Regions from separate parts of the Mus musculus genome. Here all the other regions are linked to region 1. The links are chromatin contacts, called in public promoter capture Hi-C maps. All regions are on one chromosome and are shown on one strand. The core of a region is the stretch at or near the end of the contact, and the rest is flanking DNA. Distances in the headings are between cores, read along the strand shown. Region 1 holds the start of Ccdc130 (coiled-coil domain containing 130). Region 2 holds the start of Dhps (deoxyhypusine synthase). Region 3 holds the start of Trir (telomerase RNA component interacting RNase). Region 4 holds the start of Junb (jun B proto-oncogene). Region 5 holds the start of Dnase2a (deoxyribonuclease II alpha). Region 6 holds the start of Ptger1 (prostaglandin E receptor 1 (subtype EP1)). Region 7 holds the start of Syce2 (synaptonemal complex central element protein 2).

Region 1 (3,890 bases), core at 1,016-3,515:
CTCCCTTTTATCTACAATCAACTTTCTGCTTCACTTAGGAGTAACCATGGCCTTTATTCCTTTTCTCTTTCTTCATTTAGTGATCCCGGAGGACTCACAGAGCATCAGAGGCTGATGTTGGCAGGGCATTTGTTTGTGTGGGGCAAAGCTTCAAATGCAAACTGAAGTGCCAGAATTCAGAAACTGCATTTATTTAGGATTTTCTCCACTCTTCTCAGCTGTCTTGAGGATTTTTTATTTTTGTTTGTATCTGTTTTTTTTTTTTTTTTTGAGACAAGGTTTTTCTGTGTAGCCTTAGCCCTGGAACTCGCTCTGTGATCCACCTGCTTCTGCCTCCTAAGCACTGGGATTAAAGGTGTGCATCACCACCTCCAGGGGTAAGGTTTTTAAAAGAGAAATTTATTTTTAAATAGTGTGTGCTTGTGCCCAGAGAGTCTAGGAGAGGACATTAGACTCCCTGGAGCTGGAATTACAGGCAGCCGTTGAGTCACCTGACATGGGGACTGGGAACTGAACTCAGATATTCCAGAAAAGCAGTATGTGCTCTTAACTACTGAGCCATCTCTCCACCCCTAAATTAAAACAAAACATTGTGTGTGTGTGTGTGTCCAGGTGTGACTGTGCCATTGTGTGCAGGTCAGAGGAGGAGTTAACTCTCTCCTTCCCCCACATGGGGGATGGAACTCAGATAGCCAGGCTTGGTGTCAGTGTCTTCACCTACTGAGTCATCATCACACGTCCTGACCCAGATACCTTTGGTGGCCAAGTACTTCAATGCCCAGCCAGGTTTGCGAGGCACAGCTACCTGAGTTTAAATTCAAGCTCCATTCTTTACCAGCTGCGGACCTGGGTCTGACTGTTGTGGAGTGCCTGCTCATCGCCTGTCAGAAGAGAATACAGACCAGGGAGTGATGGTGTATGCCTTTAATCCCAGCATTCGGGGTGTGTGTGTGTGTGTGGAACCAGGAGGGTACACACTGAGTTCGAGACCAGTATGGTCCACAAAGCCAAGTTCCAAGCTAGCCAGAACCAGACAGGAAGACCCTGTCTCAAAAAGCAAAATCAAAACAAACAAAAATTAAAAACAGAGGGAAATGGGAGCGGGAGTGACTCTGGGGTTTGCTATAATGAAAAAGTGTATGGGCTGGTAGTGTGGACACCCAGCTTGAAGTGCTATGTGCTTGGGGTCTGCTTTACAATGTTGAACATGTTTGTTTTGGAGACATGCCTTTCTGTGTAATCCCGGCTGGCCTAGTACTCCAGATCTTCCAGCCTCAGCTTCTGAAGTCTTAAATGGCTAATCACCACAGGTAGTATCACAGCCAGATTACACCCAGTCTGCTCAGGTGGATGCACAGGGGCTCTTCTGTGCCAAGGGTCATTCCTGACCTCAAATGCCACAGCAGACCACAGCTTGGGCATCAATCTCCTCTCTGCTGCTTCCTAGCTGCCTGACTCTGGGCCAGGGGCTACCTGGATCCCAGTTTCTCCATTTGGGGAAAAAAAAAAGTTTTCTAAAGGATTCAGCCGCTGAGACTGCCTTTGGGAGTCATGACAGGTGTTAAGTATTGAGAAGAACAGGCATGGGACAAAGAAAAGTGACAATTTCAAATTTCTCCTACTTACTAACAACTATAAAAAATATTTTTGTTATGTGTATGTGTGTGCAGAAGTGAGTTCAGGTGACCGGAAAGGGTAGAGGGTTGGATTCTCTGGAGATACAGGCAGCTGTGAGCTCTGGGAACTGAACCCTGGTCCTCTGCTAGAGAGCAGGTCAAGTTCTTAACCGCGGAGCCACCTCGCCAGCCCCTTACAAATTACATTTATTTGTTCTGCGTGTGTTGGCAGAGTGTGCAACGAAGTGAGAATGTAGATCAGAGAACAGCCTACAAGAATCGATTCTTTCAACATGCTCAGGGGTCGAACTCTCATGTTGTCAGGTTTGGCCACAAGCGCCACTACCAGCTAAGCCACCTTGCCGGCCCCCAAGCTACTGTTCCCAAGCACTATGTTTCAATTCAGGCTAGGAGGGCTCATCTTCAGCATGAAGACGCCTAGAGGTGCCATTGGCCTAAAACGGAGGCTGGGCCCTGGGAACCCGCTCGCGTCCGCAGATACAGCATCTCCCGTGCCAGGACGCAGTGGTGGGATTGAGGACCTGCCACCCCCGTTGCCGTCGCGGACCGGTCCTCACCCCGTACCTACCTGCCCTCTCCCTGACGTCACGCCTCCACCAGCCCGGAAGCACACCCGGAGCCAGGAACCCGCAGAGCGCCCGCCTCTGCGGCCCAAAAGCGCCTGCGCAAGCTGGAGCGAGGCACTTTCGTCATCTTGATTGGCTGAGGCTATTGCAGACTGACCAATTCAGGCCTGTCTAGCCGTTAGAAGCCCCGCCCACCGGGAGTGGTCCAATTGGAGATGGCTTCCTCCCGGAAGATCTACTTTGGCACCGCCCAGCCCTCCCTGGCGGTTGCGTTTTCGAAGGAGCTGATTCGTCATTTTTAAGCTTTGATTTGACTGACGTTTGAGACCGGTTTTCTTGTATCCCAGTTTGACCCTGCATCTCATTATATTGCTGAAGATGACTCTGAATTTCTGACTCGCCTTGTGATATCCAAGTAGTGGGATTACCAATACAGCCCAGGCTATTTATTTATGGATTTTAAAAAATTATGTTTATGACCAGACGTGGTGGCCAACACCTTTAATCCCAACACTCTGGAGGCAGAGGCAGGTAGTCTACATAATCAAAGGCCTGTCAGGAGTACACTGTCTCAAAAAAATACATATGTATGTGTGTGGGTGAGTGCTAGTGTGCCACGACTGAGGGAAGTAGAGTCAGAGGGATATTTGTAGGTCTCTGGGCAAGTATGTGGTGCATACATATATGCAGCCAAAACACCTGTTCAGGTAAATAAATCTTAAAAGTACAAAGCAATGCCGGACGTGGTGGCTCACGCCTTTAATCCCAGCACTTGGGAGGCAGAGGCAGGTGGATTTCTGAGTTCGAGGCCAGCCTGATCTACAAAGTGAGTTCCAGGACAGTCAGGGCTATACAGAGAAACCCTGTCTCAAAAAACAAAACAAAACAAAAACCCAAAACAAAAAGTACAAAGCAAAGCCGGGGGACGGTGGCACACGCCTTTAATCGCAGCACTAGAGAGGCAGAGGCAGGTGGATCTCTGAATCTACAGAGTGAGTTCCAGGACAGCCAGGGCTACAGAGAGAAACCCTGACTCGAAAAAAATCTGCCCCCCCACCCCCACCAAAAAAGTAGAAAGCAGAAAAAAAGAGGTTTATTCAATGGTGGCACTTTAGAAAGCGATTCGGGGAAGGGACACTCTTAAGTTCTGGTGTGAGATCATGGTTTAAAGGTACAAGGATCTCACATCTAAGCAGTCTTGGTCAAGGTGTGGTCCCGCCCACCATTGACCCACCATTGTCTGGGCTTCAGTCTCATCCTGTAAGTTGGTCTGCAAAACCTAGAACTGGGTGAAATCTCTTTCCAGAAGACTTTCTCTTCCCCCTCTGGCTGGCGCCCTTTCTTTTGCCCACCATGAGATTCCTGGGGAAATTCCCATTTCTTTGGAGTTCATTATTTTATGGTCTGATAGATTGAGAGATGTGGGGACGAGTCTCTCTAGATATCTTCATTTCTGCCAGGTCTATTAAAAAATAAAAGGTTAGTAACATGGAAGATTCTTGAAGGCCCCTGAGCTCAGCTTTATATAAAGAGTCAATGACAGGGCGAGGGGACTCACAGTGTGAGCAGAGACTCTAGGGCCTGCTTTTGAGTCAACCCTTCTTATAAGCAACCCTGACACACACTCCTGTTTATAACCCTGGTAGGATGTCGTTTGTAGGACATCAGACTTCAGTGCAATGGTTAC
Region 2 (3,890 bases), core at 492-2,991, 800 kb after region 1:
TATGAGTACACTGTAGCTGTCTTCAGATACAGCAGTAGAGGGCGTCAGATGTCATTACAGATGGTTGTAAGCTACCATGTGGTTGCTGGGATTTGAACTCAGGACCTTCCTAAGAATATTCAGTGCTGTGCCGGGCGTGGTGGTGCACACCTTTAATCCCAGCACTTGGGAGGCAGAGGCAGGCGGATCTCTGAGCTCGAGGCCAGCCTGGTCTACAGAGTGAGTTCCAGGACAGCCAGGGCTATACAGAGAAATCCTGTCTCAAAAAACCAAAAAAAGAATAGTCAGTGCTCTTAACAGCTGAGCCATCTCTCTAGCCCCCCCGCCATCACTATCTTAGTCAGAGTAGCCATAGCTACCTTCATTCAACTTTTTCCCTAGAGGAGGAGGAGGAGGTGATAAGTATCATGGATTCAAGTCACTTTGCCCTCCCGGATGTATGCAGACCTCCCTCCAGGTAGTGGTACTGGGCACTGATGGCAGATATTGGTTAAATGAAGGGGATCGTTGGAAAAATAGTGTCTCTGAAGTCTTTATGTAATAGGAATTTTCTGGGTCTTCTGGTCTTGGCAGTTTTCACCAATCACCTTTTCCTTCAGCTCAGGTTACCAACTCCTCCTCCTCCTCTTCAGAGAGAGAGAGAGAGAGATTGATTGATTGATTGTAGGCCAGAGGACAACCTCATATGTCACTCTCAGAAGACATTCACCTGGTCCTCAAGCCTGTGTTATGACCTTGTGCATGCATGGCCTGCTGTGGCGGTCAGAAGAGAATGTATGGGAATCCAGACTCTTCTTCTATCGTAAGCCTTTGGCTACTGAGTCATTCTGCAGGCCCCATCCCAAGGATCTGCCTGTCTCTGCTTCCCCAGAGCTGGAATTACTGGTATTGTCAACCCCCAAGCCCCTTGAGTTCTGGTAATTGAACGCACATATACAATCCACACTCTTGCTTTTTCAAAAAGCAAGGACCATACTAACATCTATTTCCCTAGCCACACAGGTCCCTTTTGTTAAGACAGGGTCCTGCTCTCTATCGTTCAGCCTGGCCTGGAACTCGAGATTCTTCTGCCTCGACCTCTGGATTGCAGTGTGTCCCAAGCCTGGTTTAATCACTAAACCATTTTCTGTTTCATCATACTATGGTCACCGGGAGGTCAGAGGTCTTGTCCATTGCTAAATCTCAGCTTCCAGCAGAGAGCACTATTTCTAGTCTAGACTACACAAACCAGAAGAAGGGGTGCCCCTGTCCTAGGCTCAGTGTATCATTAAGAGGATGCATGATAGATTCTCAGCAAGCTTCTCGTGGTAAATAGATGGCAGTCATCCCTGCCTCCCCAGAGGCCCATGATCCAGTTAAAATTGAGCTATGGCTGGAGGGGGAAAAGAGGAGGCAACAAAGTTTGTGGAGACTGGAAGAAGCATCAAAAGAAAACACTATTCCATTTGACAAAAGGCTGCAACTCTTTTTTTTTTTTTTTTTTGCCTGATGCCCTAAGTCGTGTTCAAGGACACCGTCCAAGAAACAATCACTTCGCTCATGGGGGACAAGAATATTTGGACAGAGAGACAGCTTGCAAACTAGGCACTTCCCTATGCTTGAAGCTCAGTAACAGCTCCTGGACCACATGTACGGAACACAGGGATAAAATGGCGGCTACCAGGACGGCGGGCGCTGCCCAAGGTCACGAGACCAAGTGACTTCCGGTTTCGTCGCCCCACGCCCCCAAGGCTCTCGAGTCGCACTTCCTGGGCTCCGGCCGACCTCGCTGAGGGATTTTGCGGGTCTCAGGGCGCCGAGGCTGCTGAGACCTGAGAGCGGCCGCGAGCACATGGAAGGGACCCCGCCAGGGGCGGCGCCCTCCTCGGCGCTGGCCGCCGTGCTCAAGCACAGCTCAGCGTTGCCGCCCGAGAGCGCCCAGGTCCAAGGCTACGACTTCAACCGCGGCGTAGATTACCATGCGCTTCTGGACGCCTACCGCACCACCGGCTTCCAGGCTACCAACTTCGGGCGCGCGGTGCAGCAAGTCAACGCCATGGTGAGGCGCGGGGCCACCCGGGCGGGATGCCGGGCCGCTGCGCGCGGATTTCCGCGTGAGCGTCCGGGAGAGGGCGGAGTCCGGGTAAACTAGAGTTCTGCGATGGGTGGAGCTTGGAGTTAAAAATCCAAAAGGGCTTTGTAGGAGGAGCTTAACGCTAGGGGAGCCCGGGGTTCGATTTTCCCGGTGGAAGGAGACTTGAAGATACTGGGTGGTTCTCAAACCATCAAGTGACAGACCTGGACCTGGAATGGGAGGGTTAGGGTCTGCCCAGGGGTTGTGCTTTGGTTTTGTAGTAGTCTCCCTGAGTGCAATCAACCTCTGGAATCCAGGCCAGGTAGGGTACCTCAACTGAGGTTTGGAGTCTTAGTGCAACTTTCCTGTGCCCTTATGACCAGATTGAGAAAAAACTGGAGCCACTGGCTGTAGATGAAGATCATCACGCAGACCTGACTCAGAGCCGCCGCCCACTTACAGGCTGCACCATTTTCTTGGGCTATACTTCCAACCTCATCAGTTCAGGCATCCGGGAGACCATTCGATACCTCGTGCAGCACAACATGGTGGGTCCACGTTAGCTCTGGAACCCCAGCCTCCTTGGGCCAGTAGGAAAAAAAAAAAAAGGGTTATTTTTCAGTTAAGAGAAATGAAGAGGCTCAGAGATTATTTGCGGTCCTGTGAAAGATTTGGGTTTGCTTTTTAACAACCACATGGTGACTCAGAACCGTCTGTAATGGGATCTTTTGATGCCATTACAGATCTGGTGTGTCTGAAGAGAGGGACAGTGTATTCACATATATTAAATACATCTTTTAGTCTTTTTTGTTTTTGTTTTGTTTGAGACAGGGTTTCTCTGTATAGCCCTGGCTGTCCATCCTGGAACTCACTCTGTAGACCAGGCTGGCCTTGAACTCAGAAATTCTGCCTGCCTCTACCTCCCAAGTGCTGGGATTAAAGGCATGCACCACCACCGCCCAAAATAGATTAAAAAAAAAAAAGGGTGTGAGGAGATGGAGTATTGTTCTTTGACATCCCGGCAGTCCTCATGCCTCAGCCTCCTTTCCGAGTGCTGGGATCGCAAGACCGTGCCACTTTTTCTGGCTGTGGGTCTGCTTCAGGCAGAGGGAGGCCTGGCCTGGAGTTGGTTTTGTTGTAGCGCTCATGCTTAGGTCTGGATGAGCTCACCCAGGTTAGGTTGCTGCTTAGAAGGGGGGGTCAGTGTTGCCTGCGACCGACCACAGGTGGATGTATTGGTGACCACTGCTGGAGGTGTGGAAGAAGATCTCATCAAATGCCTGGCGCCCACATACCTTGGCGAGTTCAGCCTCAGGGGGAAGGAGCTCCGGGAGAGTGGGATCAACAGGTGAGGGAGGCTTTGAGTAGTGGTCGGGGCGGGGAAGCTGGGCAGAGGATCCCCGTGACCCATGCCCGCATGGCTCCCATTTCCAGGATTGGAAACCTGCTGGTGCCGAATGACAATTACTGCAAGTTTGAGGACTGGCTCATGCCCATTCTGGACCAGATGGTGCTGGAGCAGAACACAGAGGTGGGGCTGGAAGGGCTCGGGGACCTGCATAGTAAGAGTCAGAAGACATATGAGCTAATACGATATTCTCTCCCATGATAGGGTGTGAAGTGGACACCTTCCAAGATGATCTCCCGGCTTGGGAAGGAGATCAACAACCCAGACTCTGTGTATTATTGGGCCCATAAGGTGGGTTGGGTGGGGACGGTATTCCCAGGCTTTGGCTTGTACTGACTTTGTCTTTGTAGCTACCTGAGCGTCTCTATAATTATTCTTGGTCTCCCCAAATTAGACGAGGTGTATCACTTGATGGCAAGGTTCTCCTAG
Region 3 (3,890 bases), core at 462-2,961, 760 kb after region 1:
AACGCCACCCTTGCCCCCGACGAAGATCCACTTAAGGCTACGCTGCTCGATGATATTGCTAAGCGTGGGTTCCAGCGGCTCCACATCAGGTGCATCCTCGAACTCTTCTGCTTCAACCCCCCACCCGGCCACCCCCGCCGCCATCTTGGACCCGGCTCACGTGATTAATCGGGGCGCACCACGTGCTAAATACGTACAGGGGAAATGAGTCTGCCACAGCCCTGTACAGGCTGGAAGTCTGACTTATTTTACTCCTGCATTGACATTTGGAGATAATGAGCGCTATCTTTTCACCATTTTATGAGTCAAGGGCTCACCTTTGTGAACTTTTGTCTGTAGTTTTCTAAGGATTCCCCTGTCTCGCGGACATATTGGTATGACCCAGACTACTGCTCTTCACTGATTGGGCCCTGAGTCTTGCGGCACTCTTTTCATTGGATGAATCTTGTCTTACTTCCACTAGTCACGCTCAAGTCCCTGCAGGCGTCAACCTCTCCTTAGCAACCAGGCAAACATCCTGGCCAAGCTTTTTGCGTGAAGTTAGAGCAGAGGTAGCTCTTGATTCCATAGGCTCAGTTTCCTGATTATCATTTCCCCCTTACTTTCTGTGTTGGACCTCAACATCTCTTCCGGTCCTCCAGTTACCCAGTTGGTTGTGAGCCACATGGTTTCTGTCGCAAACCAATTACGAACGAACTGGTTATTTGGCTGAGGGTCGATTAAAAGACTCCATTTGCTGCAGAGTATGCAGACTTTCCCCCTGTGTTCCCGGAACTCCCATGTTGGGCAGGAATGATTCCTGCAACAAGTCGTCCTTGTAGAAAGAACTTTAATTTCTGAAACTCTTATTGCGCTTGGCACTCTGCTTTCTCTCTGGGTGTGCTCCAAGTTCAGCAAATGCAATTTTAATCGAGTCCCTGTCCTTGGGAAAGAATACAAGGGTCCTTAGTCCCTTCATGCAGTACGCAGCTCAAAACATTAAGTCTTAGGTTCTCAGCCTGGAAATACGTTCGGCTTCATTTTAGTGCTCCAGCCTCTTTAAATACTAATCTCAGGCAGTGTCTAGCTGCACGCAGCCAGCGGTTTTCTTTCTTTCTTTCTTTCTTTTTGGTTTTTCGAGACAGGGTTTCTTTGTGTAGCCCTGGCTGTCCTGGAACTCACTTTGTAGACCAGGCTGGCCTCGAACTCAGAAATCCGCCTGCCTCTGCCTCCTGAGTGCTGGGATTAAAGGCGTGCGCCACCACGCCCCGCTGCCAGCGGTATTTTTATTTCAAGCTAAGAGATTAACTTCAGAGACAGATGTCAAACCTGGAGATGCTTCCATTCTAATAGGAGGTATCAAGTTAGATATGCTTTGTAGACCTAGTTAGGGGCCACACAAGTTCCCAAGGGACAATTGAAAACACAGGCTCCAAACAAGATCCGTTCAGTTACAGAGTTCTGGTGGCTGCCTGGGATTGTTCTCTTAGCCCTTACAGGGGGCCTGGGTCCCAAACGATGGTCCCATTCTCGGGGAGCTTCTGGCTGCTTAGCTAACTCGTATCTAGCAGGATTAGGGAACCGAGGACCAGAAGGAAAGGGACCGGCTTCTGGGCTCCATCGCCTGGTGGCCAGGTCAGAACCCTTTGGCCCCACCTAAGCTCCGCCCACTCTGCGTTGGCTTCTGGGTTCCGACCTCTCTTCCCAGCATGCATTGCTCCAGACGAAGCCAGTCCCGCGCCAAGCGCGCGGTCTGAGAGCCTTTCCCGACGTCCTTTGCACGGCATCTGGCCACAAAATGGCTGCCCGAGGGAGACGGGCGGAGCCTCCGGGTCGGGAGGCGCCCGGCCCGGCGGGCAGCGGCAGGAGCCGATGGGCTGAGTCGGGACCGGGAACGTCACCCGAGAGTGGGGACGACGAGGTGTCGGGCTCGAGTCCGGTGTCCAGCGGTGTGAACTTGTTTGCCAACGATGGCAGCTTCCTGGAGCTGTTCAAGCGGAAGATGGAGGAGGAGCAGCGGCAGCGGCAGGAGGAGCCACCCCCGGGCCCGCAGCGACCCGATCCACCGGCCTCCGCCGCGGCGGGCCCAGGGAATCCGAAGAGGAAGGGCGGCCCAGGCCCCACGCTCAGCTTCGTAAGGAGCCGCGGGGGTGGGGGCGGGCGCCGGGGCCCGCGTTGGCTGGGGGAGTCGGGCCCGGGAAGGGGCGTCATGGTCCAAGGCAGTCCTCCGCCCGGCTGCCTGGACGGTCCCGGTCGCTTGCTGAGAATCTCGAGCCTGGATTCCGGACCAGAGGTGTTTCTGGGCGGGAATGGGAATCCTTAGATCTCATTCGTGGGACCTGAGAACCGGGAAATTGCATTGGAAGCAGCGCTCTGGGGTTAGGGGGCCCTAGATGCTAGGATTCCCGTTTGATTTGTACCCAGACTTTGAATAGTGAGGCCCACATATAATGTGGGGGAAAAAGAGGAGACACATTTAAATCCCGAGTCTGCTGTAATCGTTAGACTCGACTCGGACCACGGACCGTAGCCGGGCGTGGTGGTACACGCCTTGTATTACAAGCACTCCGGATGCAAGAAGAGGAGAATTCGAAAAAGTGAGACCTTGTCCCAACTAAACAAAACCAACCAACCAATAACAAAAAGCAAATCACCGACTTTGTGGCCTTAGCAAGATCAATCGATTCCTTTCTTTATTATTTAACTAATGTCCATTTATTTAGCACCTTATCTTGTGCTGAGTATTTATTGGTGGTGTCTTTGACAGAAAAGAACGTTGTTTGTTTGGAGTGTGGGTGGCCTATCCTGATTTTCTGTAGTTCTAATAATTGAGATTTTGATGTATTTCATGAAGTGGTCCTAGGAAAGTCAGAACAGACTCTTAAAGAACAAGACCAGTGGTTCTCTACTGGGAGCAAGTCTCTTCATCCTCATGTATTTGGTAAAGTCTGTAGACATTTTGGTTGTCAAACTCTTAAGAGGAGATGCTAGTGACATCTATAGGTAGATAGCAGGGATGCTCTTCTGTATCCTATAACGCAAGGGATAACAAAGAATGATCTAGCTGAAAATGTCAAGTGTCATGTTGAGGAGCCTCGGGTTAAATAAGTTGGACATATACTCTGTTAGTTTTGAGCTTGCTTTGTCTCTGATGTTGAGACCTTGTAGTGGGGAGGAAGAAATGTTGGTTTGAGAATAACAGACTGTGGGTCAAATCTTGGATCCAGTTCTGTGGTTTGGGGTAAGGCTTAAGTTTGTTTAGGTCTTAAAAGGGGGTGTGTGTGAGCCTCCAAAGTGGCACATACATGGAATCCTAGCACTGTGGTGCTTGAGGCAGGAGGATTGCAGAGTCTGAACAAAGGTTACATTGTTTCTAAAAACAACACAGTGTGTGTGTGTGTGTGTGTGTGTGTGTGTGTGTGTGTGTGTGTGTGTCCAGTAGTGTGTGCCTGTAGTATCAGCTACTCAGGAGCTGAGAAAGGATCTGACGTGAAAGGATCTGACGTCCAGAATGAGTTCAGAGCCAGCCTGAGCAACTTAGTGAGACCCCGTCTCAGAAACGAGATCTGGGGATTTAACTCAGCAGAAGATCGCTTTGAATGCATGGGATCCTAGATTCCACCTGCAGTATTGCACAAAAGCGATTGTGGGAATAGTCCAGCAGTCACTGCCTAGTTAAAGGGTAAGAACAGGATAATCTCTTGAAGGCCCCCAGTTAAAGGGAGAACATGGGGCCAGGGTGAAAACCCAGAGCCAGACTGTTCTTAGAGGAAGTGGAAAGTAACAGGGCCTGGGTTGATGTGACAGTCCAGGAATAGGAGCAACAGTGGTGTCACTGCCTCTTTGACTTATTCCTGAGTAGCCATTGTCATTATATTCCTAAAAACGCCAGGCCAGCTCAGGGTAGGAGA
Region 4 (3,890 bases), core at 996-3,495, 710 kb after region 1:
CGCCTGCTCGGGAAAATCCCGGCCCCCTTCCCGGCGCCGCGGCCCTGCCCGGCAGAGCGGGGGGGAGGGGATTCCCGGAATCTGCCCGGAGACCGCGCTGGCGTCACTGAGCTGAATAGGCCCATATATGGGCAGAGCTTCCGTAACGTCAGCGGGGAAAGCCCCGGCGCACTCTGCTGGGCGGGGTCATGCTTGCACATTCCGCGTTTTGTCCTGGGTAGCTTGTTCCCCGCCACTGCCCGCCTGCGCAGCGTCTGGTGCCAGGACTCAGGGGATAGGAGGTCTGGGCGTTTGTACTGAACCTTATGATACCTGAAAGGAGCGAGCTACAAACAGCACCGTGCTTGGGGTAGCCCAATCTTCTCCCTCCATCCGCCCAGCTTGGAAGAAAAAAGAGACCACAGAAATTAATAAAGACAATTTTTTTTTTACTTAAATAGATTCAATAAAAAGTCAAACACACACACACAAACACATCTTAAAATAGACTTTAGACACGAAGTGCGTGTTTCTTCTCCACAGTACTATGCAGAGGGGGAGGGCAGGGGGCGGAGGTCCCTCCCTAGTATCCCCGCAGGCTGAGTACCAAGCGGCGGGGCCAGCTCCGCCGCGACAGCCCCCTTCTCCCCTCCCTGTTAAATACACAAATATATTATATTCAATATGAATTCAGTCTCTTTGCAGAAAAAAAAAACATACAAAATACGCTGGAAGGGGGCCATGTAAACCTCGAGGTGGAAGGACTGGGCGCAGGCGGGCGGGCCGGAGTCCAGTGTGTGAGCTGCGCCCCAGGCCTTTTGGCGGGTGCCCATCGCCTGCCCCCCTCACCCCAGTGGGGGGCAGGCGCCCAGCCTTCAAGGCTGGGGGTGTCCGTATGGGGCAAGGGAGGCTCTCAGAAGGCGTGTCCCTTGACCCCTAGCAGCAACTGGCAGCCGTTGCTGACATGGGTCATGACCTTCTGCTTGAGCTGCGCCACTTGCTCCCGTAGGAGACCGGCAGCACTCGACAGCCCCGCGTTCTCAGCCTTGAGTGTCTTCACCTTGTCCTCCAGGCGCGCGATGCGCTCCAGCTTCCGCTTCCGGCACTTGGTGGCCGCCAGCCTGTTCCGCAGCCGCTTTCGCTCCACTTTGATGCGCTCCTGGTCTTCCATGTTGATGGGGGACACAGGCGGCGTGGCGTCGCGGCTGCGTGCCTCCGGTACGGTCTGCGGTTCCTCTTTAAAGGCGGAAGCGCCGCGACTCAAGCCCAGCTGTGCCGGGTGGCCGCCCGCAAAGGGTGGTGCATGTGGGAGGTAGCTGATGGTGGCCGTCGGGTATGAGCTCCCAGTCCCGACGGCGGTCCCGGAGCCTCCAGAGGGTGCAGAGGCTGGGGAGTAACTGCTGAGGTTGGTGTAGACGGGAGGCGGCTCCGGACCAGCATAGACGCCCCCTGGGCCGGCCTGGGGACCCCCGCTGGCGCCCAGGGACACGTTGGGGGGCGTCACGTGGTTCATCTTGTGCAGGTCGTCCAGGGCTTTGACAAAACCGTCCGCAAAGCCCTCCTGCTCCTCGGTGACGCCGCCCCCTGTACCTCCACCGCTGCCACCCCCACGGGGGTAAAAGTACTGTCCCGGAGGCGTGGGCGTCGTCGTGATCACGCCGTTGCTGTTGGGGACGATCAAGCGCTCCAGTTCCGTGGAGGCTAGCTTCAGAGATGCGCCTGTGTCTGATCCCTGACCCGAAAAGTAGCTGCCTGCCCCACTGCCCTCCGGGCCTGGACCCCGCGCCCCAGGACCCTTGAGACCCCGATAGGGATCCGCCAGGTTGAGCGCCAAGGTGGGTTTCAGGAGTTTGTAGTCGTGTAGAGACAGGCTGCCAGGGCTCCGACCGTATCCCGCCGCTGCGTAAGAGTCGTCGTGATAGAAAGGCTGTTCCATTTTCGTGCACATCCGGGCGGCCTGGGCGATCTGGGAAAGGTCCCCCTGAAGGGCCGCCCCGGGCCTCGCTGCGGCGAGCGGCGAGCTGTCCTCGGCTGTGGCAGGACCCGGTGTCCGGTCGCGCGTCCTCGGGAGCTGGAGACGGTCAGCAGCGGCCAGTTGGCAGCTGTGCGTAAAGGCGCTGCTGGGCTTCCGGAGATTTTCTCTCCCTCCGTGGTGCGCCTGCTTTCTCGGCGTCGCTTCCCTCAGTTCCCCGCTCCCAGCAGGATCCTACGCTGGCCTGGCCACCCTCAAAGTCCCCAGTGCTCGGCCCCAGCCCCAAGCTTTTATACTGAATTTGTCAGCTGCGGAAGTGCACTCCGATTGGCCGACGCGGGAGCCAGGCCCCCGCGGCCCCCTCCTAGAGCGTGGGGAAGGGGAGGAGGCGGCTCGCGTCACTGTCAGGAAGCGCGTGTCCTTGTAAACAGCGGCCACGAGCCGGGTGGCTCTGCGCGGCTGCAGGGGGAGGGGCTGTGGAGACAGAGACACACAAGCAAAGGGATGTTGAGGGGCCGAGGCACATAGGGGCTAGAACTGCGGGAGTACAGCCAGGTGCTTATGAGATACACTGCAAGTGGAGATTGGATACCTTAGGATATCCCCGGAAAAGTCTCGTGGGACCCAGGGTAGCTGTGGCTTGTGAACTGACAATACAGTAGAAGACCCCAGAAAACAGAGAAGATACAAAACAGGGGCAATTGTTAACATTTGGCCTAGGAATTAACCAGAGGTCCCGGGTACAAAGTGCTTAAAGAACTGGAATTGTCAGTTGGGAGGAAAGGGCCAAGACACAACAGGGCTCAGGTACCTATTGTACAAGAAATGAGTAGGGGCTCTAGAGTCCATAGATGAGTCTGAGGGTTTCCCCATAAGTGGAAAAGGGAAGGAATTTTGGGGAGGTCAATTTAGATATTCAGAACAAAGGTCCTGGGGACGCTGAGGTAATCGGAGTAGAAAGATGGGAACATATCTAGCAAAGGTTGGGGTCATTGTGGATATTTGCAGAACTCTGGCAGAGAATTAAAATGGTCACGACATAGCTTCCTTCCGAGCTATGAAGGCAATGACAGGAGGGTATCTGAGATCTTCCTGAGAAGATGACTCGGAGGATCCCAGAGACCAGGACTTGTACGAATGAGGCTGTACCTCGTAGGTGGTCCCTAGGGCACTGACATGCCCAGTACCTCAGCCCAAAGCCCTCCCTTAGTCACCCGGGGCTCGCCCGATATCCTGTCAGCTTTTGGAGGGCCGATGGGGCGGGATAGCTGGGGTGCGGTCGCCCAACCCCACTCCCTTCCTTAGAAACAGGCTAGGGAAAGAGAGCCGAGGCAGGAAGTGTGGCAACAGCCCCGAGGGGGAAAGAGCCCGGCCCTGTCTCGTCATTGTGAGCCTAGGGGATGGTGCACCCTACCCTGGGCCTGCCAAATTCTGCGCCTGGGAAGAGGAACCTCGGCAAGCGACCCTTGGGGAAGTCACAACCCAGCTACAGACGCTTCTAGTCATAGTCTGATCTCCCCCATCTAGAAATGGTTCAGCCTGCAACCATCGGCGACTAATAAGCCTGGCAGCCGAGGACTGTTCCATTGGCCGGCTGGAGGGGGATGCAGCCTGGGAGCGGGGCCTCGTCACCAAGGCAACAGGCTGGAGTCCGTGAATTAGATTGGGGGCGGGGCACCCCCCCCTGAATTTCTCTCCCCAGCACCCATATTAGGGCACAGGAAGAGGTGGGACCAGTGCAGTCTTGGGGCGGCAAACTAAGAGCCAGGAACTCGAGGTAGCTGCCAGGTCCCAGGGCGCGCCCGGGCCCCCGGACGGCTAGTCCGGACCAGCCTCCACCGCCACCCCCGGGCTCCCCCGCCCCCCGGCGGCCTGACCCAGCCTCTCGGAACAGCTCTGGGGCTGAGTCCTGTCCCGCCCGGCCAGGTTGGACCCAGCC
Region 5 (3,890 bases), core at 669-3,168, 640 kb after region 1:
CAGGGCTATGGTGGTTCAGGCCAGTAATTCCAAACTTTAGGAGGTAGGAACAGGAGGATCAGGTGTCAAGGCCCCAGCCACATAGTCAAATCTGTGGTAGAGTGATCAGCAAATGCAATAGTCCTGACTTTTCACAATCTAAGTGATTCCTCAGTCAGCATCATGAGCAGAGCTAGAAAACTTGCAGACCGGACAGGGAGAGGGTGCAGAAAACAATGTGATTAAGTTAGCAAGGGTGACCCAGCTGGGGTGGCCCATTCACTGGGAATCCCAGCACGTGTGATGCTGGGACTGGAGAATGGTAAGTTATAGGTTAGCCCGGGCCACAGAGTGAGAGCTTGCTAAAAAAAACAAAAGCAGGAGGGAAGGTGTGGTGGTGGCTGGAGAGATGGTTCAGTGGTTATAAGCACCTTTTGCAGAGGCCCTGACTTCAGGTCCCAGCACCCGCATAGTGCTTACCTATTAACACTGTGGCTTACCCTTGAACTCCTGATCTTCCTGTCTTTACCGTCCAAGTGTTCAAATCACAGGGGTGCTCATGCACGTCGTACGTACGTGTAAATGCACGAGCACATGGCATTCAGGTCCCAGCACCTGTAACTCCAACTCCTGGGATCTAACACTTATGGGTGTCTGCACAGCCTACATCTGATACATGCAAACTGGCATAGGCACACACACACAGATACACATTTAAAAAAAGGTAAAAGCTGGAGACTGGCTCATATTTATAATCCCAGCATCCTTCAGGAAGCTGAGCAAAAGTTGAGAGTTCCAGGCTAACCTGAGCTACAATGAGATCCTGTCTTAAAAAAAAGAGAAGGGCCGATAAGATGACTCAGCCTTTAAGGGTGCTTGCTCTCAAGCTCGCTGCCCTGAGTTTGACCTCCAAATCCCATCTGGTGAAAGGAGAAGCTCCCACACACTGTCCTGTCCTCCACTTGCATGCTGTGCCATGTGCTCGTGCATTTACACGTACGTACGACGTGCATGAGCACCCCTGTGATTTGAACACTTGGACGGTAAAGACAGGAAGATCAGGAGTTCAAGGGTAAGCCACAGTGTTAAGAGGTCAGAGAAGGGGGGGGAGGGGACCAGGAAAAATTGTTGCATTGTTGCAAGCTTTAAAATTGCTGCATTCTTTAAAATTGCTGCATGCGGGCTGGTGAGATGGCTCAGTGGGTAAGAGCACCCGACTGCTCTTCCGAAGGTCTGAAGTTCAAATCCCAGCAACCACATGGTGGCTCACAACCACCCGTAATGAGATCTGATGCCCTCTTCTGGTGTATCTGAAGACAACTACAGTGTACTTACATATAATAAATAAATAAATCTTTAAAAACAAATTGCTGCATGCTTTTAAAAAGCCTTCCAGAAGCAGAGGCCGGGGCAGGCAGATATCAGGGAGTTCCAGGCCAGCCAGGGGCACATAATGAGATCCTGTCTAAAAAAACAGAACGGGGGAAAGGAAAGAATTGGACCGGTCCAGGCACACAAGTGATGCACAAACATACATGTAGGCAAGACCATCCAAAAAGTTAAAAGAGTTGTAGAGCAGTAATGGAAAAGAAATAGAAAGACAGATTTGTTCCTAATTCAGAACCTGAATAAAAAACAAAACAAAAAAGCCCCAGAACTTGGAGCGCCTTAGAAGTCACGTGACAGCCAATGCCCAAGGGAGAGGCGTGTCCACGGATGAAGCCTATCCGGAGCTGAGTCGGCCAGAAGCGGGAGGACGGGGCGGGGAGGACATTGGAGGAGGCGGGGTCCGCTTGTGGGACAACTTCATAGGAAGCCCCGCCTCCGTATTGGGCCTGGCGGGCTTCGTCTCCACCCTCGCGAAGCCGGGACACAGATCTCTTCGGTTTTTAGGGGAAGTTCATCTGAATCTCGTGACCCGGCTGTCCCCGGGTCTTTTAGAGTCCATTGCTGTCGCCTCATGGCAACACTGAGATCGCTGCTGCTGGCTGCGCTGCTGTGGGTCCCTGCCGAAGCCCTGAGCTGCTATGGGGACTCCGGGCAGCCTGTGGATTGGTGAGTAAGTAGTCGCGGGACTGTCCCCCGCACACTGCCTGGGGACCGGCGCGGGAATCCAAAAAACCTCAGATTCCTTCTCTCCCCCAACCTCATGTCTTCACGGACCTCCAGGTTCGTGGTATACAAGCTGCCGGCTCACAGCGGGTCTAGGGATACTCCAAAGGGACTGACGTATAAATACATGGACCAGAACTCCGACGGTTGGCAAGACGGTGTAGGGTACATCAACAGCTCGGAGGGAGCCGTGGGCCGCAGCTTGCAGCCATTGTACCGAAAGAACTCCAGCCAGGTGACTTGAGTGCCGTCGGAACCCGGGCCGGGACACTGTGGTGGGTCTCGCGGGGAAGGGAGGGTAGTTACATAGCCTCTGTGCATTCTCCTAGCTGGCCTTTCTACTCTACAACGACCAACCTCCTAAATCCAGCTCAGCTCGGGACTCTACCGGCCATGGGCATACGAAGGGTGAGAGGCTTGGACTGGTGGTCGTGGAGCCTCCCTGAATTGTAAATTTTACCCTTACTAACCTTTGGCCTGATGAAGGGTGGGGATTTGCCCTGTCACTGGCCTCCGTTTCCCGCTCTAAGACCCCAGCCATCTGAGGCCCCGTACCTGCTTGCAGGTGAGCTAGCTTGACCTCTTCCTTCTGGTTCAGGTGTCCTGCTCCTGGACCAAGAAGGGGGCTTCTGGCTGGTCCACAGTGTGCCTCGCTTCCCACCCCCTGCGTCCTCTGGTGCATACACCTGGCCTCCTAATGCTCAAACCTTCGGCCAGACCCTACTCTGTGTGTCCCTCCCGTTCACTCAGTTTGCAAGGATTGGTGAGTTGAATCACTGAGAAGCCAAGCCTCAAACTCCTCTGAGGAACCAGTCTCACACGGCTCCCTCGCCTTGTCTTCTAGGCAAGCAGCTAACCTACACCTATCCCCTTGTCTATGACCACAAGCTGGAAGGCTTCTTCGCTCAGAAATTACCTGACCTAGAGACGGTGATCAAGAACCAACATGTCCTCCATGAGCCCTGGAATAGCAGTGTAATACTCACTTCCCAAGCTGGGGCCACCTTCCAGAGCTTTGCCAAATTTGGAAAATTTGGAGATGGTAAGCCTTGATGTTGAGGGGTGGGGGGAGGGCACTTTCGTTGTAGAAGGGGGTCCCTAGTATCCCTAGGCCTGCGGGCAACACATTTAGAGCCCAGATGTCTTTGGGAGTCATATTACAATAATAACTATGAGCAGTAAACAGCCAGCAGACGGGTTGGGCGGGTGATACATATCTGTGACCTCAGCACTGTGGGGGCGGAGATGGAAGCTTGAAGTCAGCCAAGACCTAGGTTCAAATGTTGGTTTCTGGATGTGTAATATACAATACAACCTGAGCCTGTTTGCTCACCTGAAAAATTAGGATATTAAGGGTTCCCTTAGTGGGTTGTGAAATAACACATAATTGTTTGGTAAGGATTCCCTTTAGGGGTGTGGGGAGGCAGGCCCTCACTGTGTATCCCTGGCTGGTCTGGAACTCTCAGAGAGCCATCTGCCTCTACTGTCTCAGCGCAGACTTTAAAGGCTCGAGTCTCCATGCCCAGCCTATGTGTTTGTGTAAGACCTCTCTGTACATTCCAGGCTAGACTCCATCTGAGAGCCTCTTGTTCCAGCTTCTGAGTGTTAGGGCTGCAGGTGTGACCTGAAGAGGGACCTGACCTGTTAATAGGGGCTGCTTAGGTTCACGTCATTCCAAAAGTAGACATTTGAGCCGAGCAGGAAGCCATACCGAGGAATGTACCAGTGGCCCTCACCTCATCCTTCCTTCCCCTGCAGACCTGTACTCCGGATGGTTGGCAGAAGCCCTTGGCACCAAC
Region 6 (3,890 bases), core at 1,024-3,523, 600 kb before region 1:
TAAATCAGCAGCCTGGGAAAGGCATGGGGTGCAAATGCCCTGTGGTCCTGGCCCCACTCCAATCAGTACCACCACGGTGCCCAGCCTGGTTGGGGTCCCCGGCCAACCCCTGCCGGGTTCCCCACCTACCTCAATAGAGTACTCGCATGGGAGGGACCAACACACTGGGCAGTCACCTCTGTCCCCAACATTTCCCACCATCAGCTGGCAACTGCCCCTTCTGTCCCCCTGGGCCTCAGTTCTCTTTGGGGTCATGACCTCCCTACTTTACTTTTTTTGCTTTGTTTATTTTCAAGACAAAGTCACTATGTAGCTCTGGCTGTCCTGGAACTCATTCTGTAGACCAGGCTGGCCTTGAACTCACAGAGATCCACCTGCATCTGCATTCACAGTGCTGGGATTAAAGGTGTGCGTCACCACTCCCTGCTCTCCCTGCTTTCTTGACACCAGAAATGCAGAATGGCAATAATGCCTTCCCTTGGGCATCTCCCACCTGAGGGGAGCCCTCTCAGTTGGGGTCTGTTACCTCCCATTTGAGTGGACACTGCTGTGAACCCCGGTTCCTTGTCTTTAGACAATGAGGAGGGAGGGGGAGGGAGGCAGTGGGCTTTTGTGTCCACACACCCTCTCTTGGATATAGAGATTTTACTCTGGGAGCTGTTTGGCTCTGGGGAAGGAGGGGTGGCCAGGGAAAGAATGCAGCAGCTGAAATCTATCTCCTGGATTCCAAATTGAATTAGGAATTGGCTGCCCTGCTGCCCCCTCCCCCTGGCTGGAGGCCGTCAAGCTTCCAGGCAGTGCTGGAGTTTCTGGCTGGCTTGGGGTTCAGACCTGGTTCCCCACTCACCCAGGCCTCACATATGCTCCTCTTGTGTGAGAGCCCCCGTGTGTGGCAGCAAGGCCTGTTGCCCTGTTACCCTAGTTGTACTCAGGGGACAGGCATCCATGGCACAGTGCTTCACAGAGATGTAAACCTGCCAAGCTTGTTTTGACAGTCCATTTCATCCTAGGATTTAAGGAGATCAAGGAAAGGGTGGGGTGGGACCCTGGCCAGACTTGGGGAGAGGGGAGGCAATTGGAACAAGGGGAACCAGGCCAGAGGTCTCTCTCCAGCAACCATAGGAATGTTTGGGGTAAGCCCAGCAGAGATGCTGCAGGAAGGCTGAGTGGTACTGGTTCCCTGGTACCAGGCAGGAGATGGGTATCCTGGATATAGGACAGAAGCCCTGCAGATGGCTACTTGCTATCCCTGATCACAAGCCCATTTTCAGTACTGATAGTAGAACCCAGGGCTTCATACATGCTAAGGATGTGCTCTGTCACTGAATTGTAGCCCAGGTCCTATACTGGGGTCTCGCATGTCTGCTGGGAGCAGCTGGGACCATGTGTAGTGGGTGGTTGGTAGCCAGGTTGAACCAGAGCTGTGATTATTGTGGGTAAGCCTTGGGTGCAGTGAGTTTCAGGGAGCTGTGTTCAGTGTGTGCATGGGTCTCTGGTGTATTCTTTCTTTTTTTTGGGGGGGGGGATTCAGGATAAACAGGCCTTAGAGATGTGATTATGTGTCTCAGGACAAGTTCTCGGGGTCCATGGGCATTGGTTTAAGGGAGACTACATCAGGAGGTGTGCTCTGGGGCTGGGAACAGACTTACAGTGACAGTGAGATTTACACCCAGTGCTGAGGTAAGCATCAGTTTCATATGGGGGAGGGGGGATAGATGTTACAGTCAGCAATGGTGAGTGCTATCCAGTGTTTACTCCCCATTATGACTAAGCTGACAGTGGCTGCATGTGTGCCCCTTTTCAAGACAGAAGGTGAGACATAGCTATGGATGCAGGGTGCCCTATGAATTGCCTACCTCCCCATAAGGCAGGATACAGATGATAGCCTGGCTCCCCTGAGTCATTTAGCCACCTCTCTTCACCTAGGATGACTCCCTGTTGCCCTGGTCTAGGCTGCCCACCTCTGCCCAACTGTGACAACCATAAAGGCAAGGGTAGGAGGCATTGCTAGCTCCCATCACACCCAGGCAACTCCCAACCCCTCAAGTCCAATGAGGACAACACTCCTCCACACACACACTCACTCTCCTGCCCCCCCCCGCCCCCCACGGGAACTCATAGCCCTTCCAGCCTGCCCCAGGCGATGCTCACATTTTCCAGTGTTTAGATTTTATCCACTTTATTAATGAGGCGGGCAAGAGGCCCGGGTGAGGGTGTGGGGGTTTGCTCCTGCCCCGCTGAGAGGAGGGGGGTCACAGAGACCAAACCAATTCAGAGAACCTCAGTCCTTGGCGGGAAGGAGCTGGGCCCAGTTGCCCTGACTGTTGCCAGCAGTTTTGCCCACTCAAGGCTCCCAGCCCCAGAGAGCAGACATGCATGGGGTGGAGCAGCCCCTGGAGGCCAGTGAAGTGCGGGTGGAGGCGGCACGGAGCCGAGGAGCCGCCCCAGGAAGAGGGAGCGGCCTGCCGGGAGCCAGGGAGTAGCTGGAGCAGGCAGCAGGAGCCAAGTTCCAGGCCATGGGGACCCTGCATCCTGAGCAGCACTGGGTAAGAAGCTGGGACATTGAGGATAGCAAGCCAAAGAAGGCTAGCTATAGCCCTCCTGCTCTCTTGCTGTTTAATGGCTCTCAGTCCTAGGCTGTCCATCTCCTCTCAACTAGAGAATGGGCAAGCCGGGGGCGGTTCAAATAGGGGTATGGGATGGGCATCTGAATGAGGCAATGCCAGACTGGTGAGAGATTGCCATGGAGACAAGAGAGGGCAACAGAGATGGGATTCTGGAAAAGAGCTGGGCCCATGGGATCTGAGAGCACCATAGAGTTCAGAGATGGGTTCGGGGTAGCAGGGGTCTGTGGGGACAGAGAGGACCACGGAGACCAGAGATGTGGCATAGAGGCCTTGGGGCACAAGAACGGGTCTATAGGTGTAGAGATGGGTTGTTTGGGGAAGAGATCTAACTGCAGATTGGATCAGTCTCTGGAGACAGGCACACGGCCATTGGAAGAGATGAACTATAAGTGGTGGCGTTGTTGGAACAGGGACATCAAGGACAGAGTTAAAAGGTGACCAAAGCTAGTTGTGGTGTGAGCCTTTAATCCCAAGACACAGGAGGCATAGGCAGGTGGATCTTTTGAATTTAAGGTTAGCCTGGCCAGTTCCAGGGCAAGCCAAGGAGACTTCTGAAAACGGAGAGATGGGCAGGCAGACACGAAAGTGGAAATTGGGATCAGAAATGGGCAAGGGTCTATCCCATGGGATCATGGACCAGGAAACTGATGGGGTGGAAACGTGGAGGTGGGGGTGGGGTGGAGATGAGACTAGATACCCGGGACCCGTGCCAGGTCAGTCAAGACCCCCAGCAGATACGAGGGCAGAATGAAGCCAGACACGAGATGGGGCCAGTGACAGGTGAATAGGATCTGAAATGGAGCAGCTAGGGTCATGTGGCGGTGCCCTGGGCACAGAAGGTTGGGACCCTACCTCACTGTGCCCTCTTCTTATCTACGCAGCCCTCTTGGCCACTGATATGAGCCCCTGCGGGCTTAACCTGAGCCTAGCGGATGAGGCAGCAACGTGCGCAACACCCAGGCTCCCCAATACATCTGTGGTGCTGCCAACAGGCGATAATGGCACATCACCAGCGCTGCCTATCTTCTCCATGACGCTGGGTGCTGTGTCCAACGTGCTGGCGCTGGCGCTGCTGGCCCAGGTTGCAGGCCGAATGCGGCGGCGCCGCTCGGCTGCCACCTTCCTGTTGTTCGTCGCCAGCCTGCTTGCCATCGACCTAGCAGGCCATGTGATCCCGGGCGCCCTGGTGCTTCGCCTGTATACTGCGGGGCGTGCGCCTGCTGGAGGGGCGTGTCATTTCCTGGGTGGCTGCATGGTCTTCTT
Region 7 (3,890 bases), core at 623-3,122, 600 kb after region 1:
CAGGGTTGCTCTCTGTAGCCCTAGCTGTCCTGAAACTCACTCTGTAGACCAGGCTGGCCTCAGATGGGCCTGGTTTTGCCTCCTGACCACTGGGATTAAAGCTGTGCACCACCATCACCCAGCAACACTTAGTTTGTTGCCTCCTATCAATAAATTTATGATCTGCCAGTTATTTTTGCAACATTTATAACAGTTTTAGTTTTTAATCACTACAGTAATAAAAGGAAATGTATTTTAGGAGTGCCAGTTTTTCAGCTGGGTTTGGTGGTATACCCCTCCCCCTTGAATCAGCACTTGATGGGGCAAAGGCAGGCTGATCTCTGAGTTTGAGGCTAGCCTGGTCTATAGAGCTTCCAGGACAGCCAGGGCTATACAGAGACAGAAAGCAAGCAGAGGGAGCCCTGAGTAGGTAGAGTCCAGCCTGAATGTATATCTTAATCTGGGCACAGGAGTCCAAGACCAATTGACCCCTGGAAAACCTGTCTAATCAATTACCTATATGAACCAGGCTCAGGAGGAACGGCAACTCTTTCCCTAGAGTTCCAGAATGATGGCTTCCAGATAATCAACCAGTGTACAAAGGCTAGCAGATCTGGCTTCCTCTCCTGGTGTTTGCAGGCTAGGATTGCTCACCCCCAGATTCTTCCTACCAAGACTAGCTGTGCTGTATTTAATAAATAGCTGAGGGTCCAGGTTGCAGCCATAGCATTAGAGAAGCCACCGGATCCCAGTTTCACTGTGTGTCTGTCCTTTCTTCATTCCCTCACATAGCATTTCAGGCCCCAAGCTGCTAGGGATGTAGCAGCAAAAACAGAAAGGGTTGAAAAGATGGCTCAGAGGTTAAGTACTGGTTTGTCCTGCAGAGGACCAAGTCTAATTTTAAGCACCCATATGGTGGCTCACAATTGTAATTCCAGCCTCAGGGGACCTGAACCTCTTTTCTGGCCACTATGGGCACTATGCACACACGTAGTATAGAAATAAATATATGCAGTCAAAACACCCACACCCGTAAAAATGTGTATTAAAAAACCACTTAAACACAAGAGATCCCTCTAGATGGCTCAGTGGGTACAGGTGCTTGCCTAGTCTGATGACCTGAGTTGCATCTCCATGACCCACACGGTGGAAGGAGATTGTGGACTCGTTCAGGCTGTCCTCTGACTTCCACACTCCCGGAGTGGATGGCACATAGGCATGCACAAAATAGGTCAAACGTAAAACAAAAATAAAATTCAGCTCATCGATGAAGAGCATCAGGGAACAGGAATTAGGTTTTCAAAATCCATGCCAGGAGGCTTATAACTAGGGGATCTGATGCCCTCTTCTGGCCTTAGTTGGAAGGTGCCCAAAAGTAGTTTAAATCATATATAACATGTAAATAAAATAAAATGAAGGTTGTTCCTAGGTGGTGCCTGCCTTCAATTCCAAGGCAGAGAGGCAAGCTGATCTCAGAGTTCTAGGTCAGCCTGGTTTACAGAGTCCTAGGCTGGGACATAGTGGAACCCTGTTCCAAAAGAATTTGATCTGGGCACTAGTGGCGCATACTTTTGATCCCAGCACTCTAGCCGCAGAGGCAGGAGAGTGTGAGTTTGAGGCCAGTCTGATGTACAGAGCTAGTTCTAGGACAGTCAGGGAAACACTGAGAAACCCTGTCTTAAAAAGACACTGCCGCCACACAAACTGTAGATCGAAGGGGCGGAACTCTGACGCAGTGTGAATTCCTCAAACTCTTGAGGGCCACAGGTGACCCCGAGTCCCGCACCTACGCATTATGAGCTCAGACGCCCACCGGTCCATACAACACAAATCCGTCTGTTACCACATAGCACCAGCATAGCCCAAAAGGCAGAGCCAGTTCGGAGGGCCTTCGAGTTCGCCGCCCCCGGGGGGGGGGGGGCGGGGGCGGGGCCAGGGCGCGTTTCATTCAGCACGTGCTCGGGGCGGGGCGTGCAGGGGGCGTGGCGTGCGCAGAGGGCGCTGAGGCGGGAAAAGACGGAATGGAGCGCCACGGAGTGAGTGCGGTGCGGTTTCCCGTGTGCGGGCGGCGGGAGGCGGGCGACGGGGCTTAGGGCCGCGGGGAACAGAGACTTCCTCCACACATTCGAACCCGGGCCCTGTTCCCCGCGGTTGGAGCCGCCTCTTGCCGGGAGAGGCGAGGTTTCCTGACTAACGAGACGGTGGGGCCTGGTGGACGAGGCTGTGAGGGGGTGCGGTGCGCTTCAGGAGCTGGTCGAAGACAGCACACGGTGTAGACCAGGCCGGGCCTCGAACCCTCAGCGGTTGCCTGCCTCCGCCTCCCGAGGCTGAGGAGGGGTTCGAGGCGTGTGCCACACTCGGCCTCCTTTTAACTACTCTCCGCGGGAAGGTGTTAGCGCGCCCCCCATTGCGGCCCCGAGGGTCCTGACCCCGGGGCCTCCCTGCTAGCGCGTCCCTTTTGAGCTTCCCCACCCCGCCTCTCAGAGCTGGCTGCGCTCGCAGGTGGCCGCGCCTCCCGTGGAGTTAAAGGACCAGGAGCCGCCGGCGATTGTGGAGAGCGGAGAGCATCGGCAGAGTGAGAACCACGAGGAGACGCCCGGCTCAGTGGCCCCGAGGTGAGGAGTGACAGGCCCAGCTGCCCTTCCGGGGCCCCGCCTTGGTCACGTAGGTCATTCCACGTGGTCTGCCCTGGGCCTTGGTCCACGGGTGATTTAACACCTTCCAGGTTGGTGTTTTATGAAGCCGCAGAGGACAAGTGGAGCACCGTGGCGGGCCCGGCCTAGGTGTCCTCGTGAGGACAGCCATGAGACAGACCTCATATAGAGGAAGTTTACTGGCGAGAAGGGAGAGGTGGAGGAAAATAGAGAGCGAGAGCGAAAGAGGGAGGAAATGGAAAGATGGAGAGAGAGGGAAGATGGAGAGAGAGGAGGGGAGGGGAGACAGACACCAGAGCCAAATAGTCCTTACCTGTGAGCCAGGGTCTTACCTGGCTGTTGCTAGGTAACTCTTGGGCGGAGCCTACAGGAAATGCTAACAACAGGTGCCCACATTGGTTCTGGGTACTGGCAGTCTCCTTTTGATATCCACAAGGTTTAATTTCAGGATGCATAGAATCCTCATGTTTAGACTCATTTTCTCTTGGTTTTTGTTTTTCTTTCTTTTTCTTTTTTCTTTTTTTTTTTTTTTGGAGACAGGGTTTCTCTGTGTAACTCTGGCTGTCCTGGAACACACTATGTAGACCAGGCTGGCCACGAACTCAGAAACCCACCTGCTTCTACCTCCCAAGTGCTGGGATTAAAGGCATGTGCCACTGCTGCCCGGCTAGTTTCTCAATTCTTTTGTGGATTTATATGTGTGTGTGTTTTATTTAAGACATCAACAGAAAAGGGGTGAAAAAAGCTGGGCATAGTGGCACGTGCCTTTTATTTCCGCACTCCAGAGGCTGAGAGGAAGGCAGGGCTCTAAGCTCAAGGCCAGCCTGGTCTACAAAGTAAGTTCCAAGGCAGCCAGGCAGCCAGGGCTACGCTGAGAAACACTGTCTTGAAAAACCAAAACCAAAAAAATAAGACATCAACAGCCAGGCTTGGCGGCATAAACCTTTGATCCCAGCATGGTCTATATAGTGAGGCACTCAAAAGACACCAAAATCAAAGTCACTTAGATTTTCTCCAATATTCTAATTTTGTGATTTTTTTTTCATTTATTTAGATATGTGATCCACTCTGCATTTTCTACTTTGTTTGCTCTCTTGCTTTTTTGCTGTATAGAGGATGGAACCCAGTGTGCTTGTATGCGTGGTAGATGAGCACCCTGTCACTGAATGTACATTCCCAGTTGCTGAAACCTGCATGTGTTTGGATTTGACCTTGACTGGTCTGACAAAGGAATAAAGAAAGGACAGGCACCTGTAC

The links. Promoter capture Hi-C pulls out the DNA fragments that hold promoters and counts their contacts.
Region 2: a contact with region 1 is called in a promoter capture Hi-C map of pre-B cells, with 2.5 times the contacts expected there. The contact joins the promoter of Dhps here to the promoter of Ccdc130 in region 1. A contact is called at or near these places in 2 of 39 promoter capture datasets (erythroid cells and pre-B cells), 2 of 484 Hi-C or Micro-C datasets (B cells and CD4 T cells) and 1 of 115 datasets of contacts at active chromatin or transcription factors (bone marrow-derived macrophages).
Region 3: a promoter capture Hi-C map of pre-B cells shows a contact between it and region 1, with 3 times the contacts expected there. The contact joins the promoter of Trir here to the promoter of Ccdc130 in region 1. A contact is called at or near these places in 11 of 39 promoter capture datasets (the 3T3-L1 cell line, the C10 cell line, cranial neural crest and 6 more).
Region 4: a promoter capture Hi-C map of pre-B cells shows a contact between it and region 1. The contact joins the promoter of Junb here to the promoter of Ccdc130 in region 1. A contact is called at or near these places in 6 of 39 promoter capture datasets (the 3T3-L1 cell line, the SN4741 cell line, cranial neural crest and 3 more), 1 of 484 Hi-C or Micro-C datasets (forebrain) and 2 of 115 datasets of contacts at active chromatin or transcription factors (bone marrow-derived dendritic cells and bone marrow-derived macrophages).
Region 5: a promoter capture Hi-C map of liver shows a contact between it and region 1, with 4 times the contacts expected there. The contact joins the promoter of Dnase2a here to the promoter of Ccdc130 in region 1. A contact is called at or near these places in 6 of 39 promoter capture datasets (the 3T3-L1 cell line, cranial neural crest, liver and 2 more) and 1 of 115 datasets of contacts at active chromatin or transcription factors (microglia).
Region 6: a contact with region 1 is called in a promoter capture Hi-C map of liver, with 2.0 times the contacts expected there. The contact joins the promoter of Ptger1 here to the promoter of Ccdc130 in region 1. A contact is called at or near these places in 3 of 39 promoter capture datasets (liver, neutrophils and pre-B cells) and 1 of 9 other capture datasets (liver).
Region 7: a promoter capture Hi-C map of cranial neural crest shows a contact between it and region 1. The contact joins the promoter of Syce2 here to the promoter of Ccdc130 in region 1. A contact is called at or near these places in 10 of 39 promoter capture datasets (the 3T3-L1 cell line, 3T3-L1-derived adipocytes, cranial neural crest and 4 more), 1 of 115 datasets of contacts at active chromatin or transcription factors (large pre-B cells) and 1 of 9 other capture datasets (liver).

The regions. Positions count from the first base shown.
Region 1 is chr8:84,268,137-84,272,026 of GRCm38.p6, forward strand. Ccdc130 (coiled-coil domain containing 130) reads right to left here and starts at 2,266. Exons shown (of 10, transcript NM_026350.3): 1 at 2,206-2,266.
Region 2 is chr8:85,070,016-85,073,905 of GRCm38.p6, forward strand. Dhps (deoxyhypusine synthase) reads left to right here and starts at 1,742. Exons shown (of 9, transcript NM_001039514.1): 1 at 1,742-2,038; 2 at 2,437-2,601; 3 at 3,280-3,401; 4 at 3,488-3,584; 5 at 3,666-3,752. The coding sequence starts at 1,832.
Region 3 is chr8:85,025,122-85,029,011 of GRCm38.p6, forward strand. It overlaps Trir (telomerase RNA component interacting RNase), which reads left to right and starts at 1,712. Exons shown (of 3, transcript NM_026760.3): 1 at 1,712-2,113. The coding sequence starts at 1,778. Get3 (guided entry of tail-anchored proteins factor 3, ATPase) reads right to left here and starts at 166. Exons shown (of 7, transcript NM_019652.2): 1 at 1-166. The coding sequence starts at 144.
Region 4 is chr8:84,976,503-84,980,392 of GRCm38.p6, forward strand. It overlaps Junb (jun B proto-oncogene), which reads right to left and starts at 2,246. Exons shown (of 1, transcript NM_008416.3): 1 at 407-2,246. The coding sequence starts at 1,927. The coding sequence ends at 893.
Region 5 is chr8:84,906,837-84,910,726 of GRCm38.p6, forward strand. Dnase2a (deoxyribonuclease II alpha) reads left to right here and starts at 1,919. Exons shown (of 6, transcript NM_010062.4): 1 at 1,919-2,034; 2 at 2,149-2,326; 3 at 2,421-2,499; 4 at 2,690-2,854; 5 at 2,936-3,133; 6 at 3,850-3,890. The coding sequence starts at 1,940.
Region 6 is chr8:83,664,371-83,668,260 of GRCm38.p6, forward strand. It overlaps Ptger1 (prostaglandin E receptor 1 (subtype EP1)), which reads left to right and starts at 2,274. Exons shown (of 3, transcript NM_013641.3): 1 at 2,274-2,546; 2 at 3,509-3,890. The coding sequence starts at 3,526. Gipc1 (GIPC PDZ domain containing family, member 1) reads left to right here. Exons shown (of 7, transcript NM_018771.3): 7 at 1-419. It also overlaps a transcript of Pkn1 not described here.
Region 7 is chr8:84,870,239-84,874,128 of GRCm38.p6, forward strand. Syce2 (synaptonemal complex central element protein 2) reads left to right here and starts at 1,873. Exons shown (of 5, transcript NM_027954.3): 1 at 1,873-2,015; 2 at 2,482-2,594. The coding sequence starts at 2,001.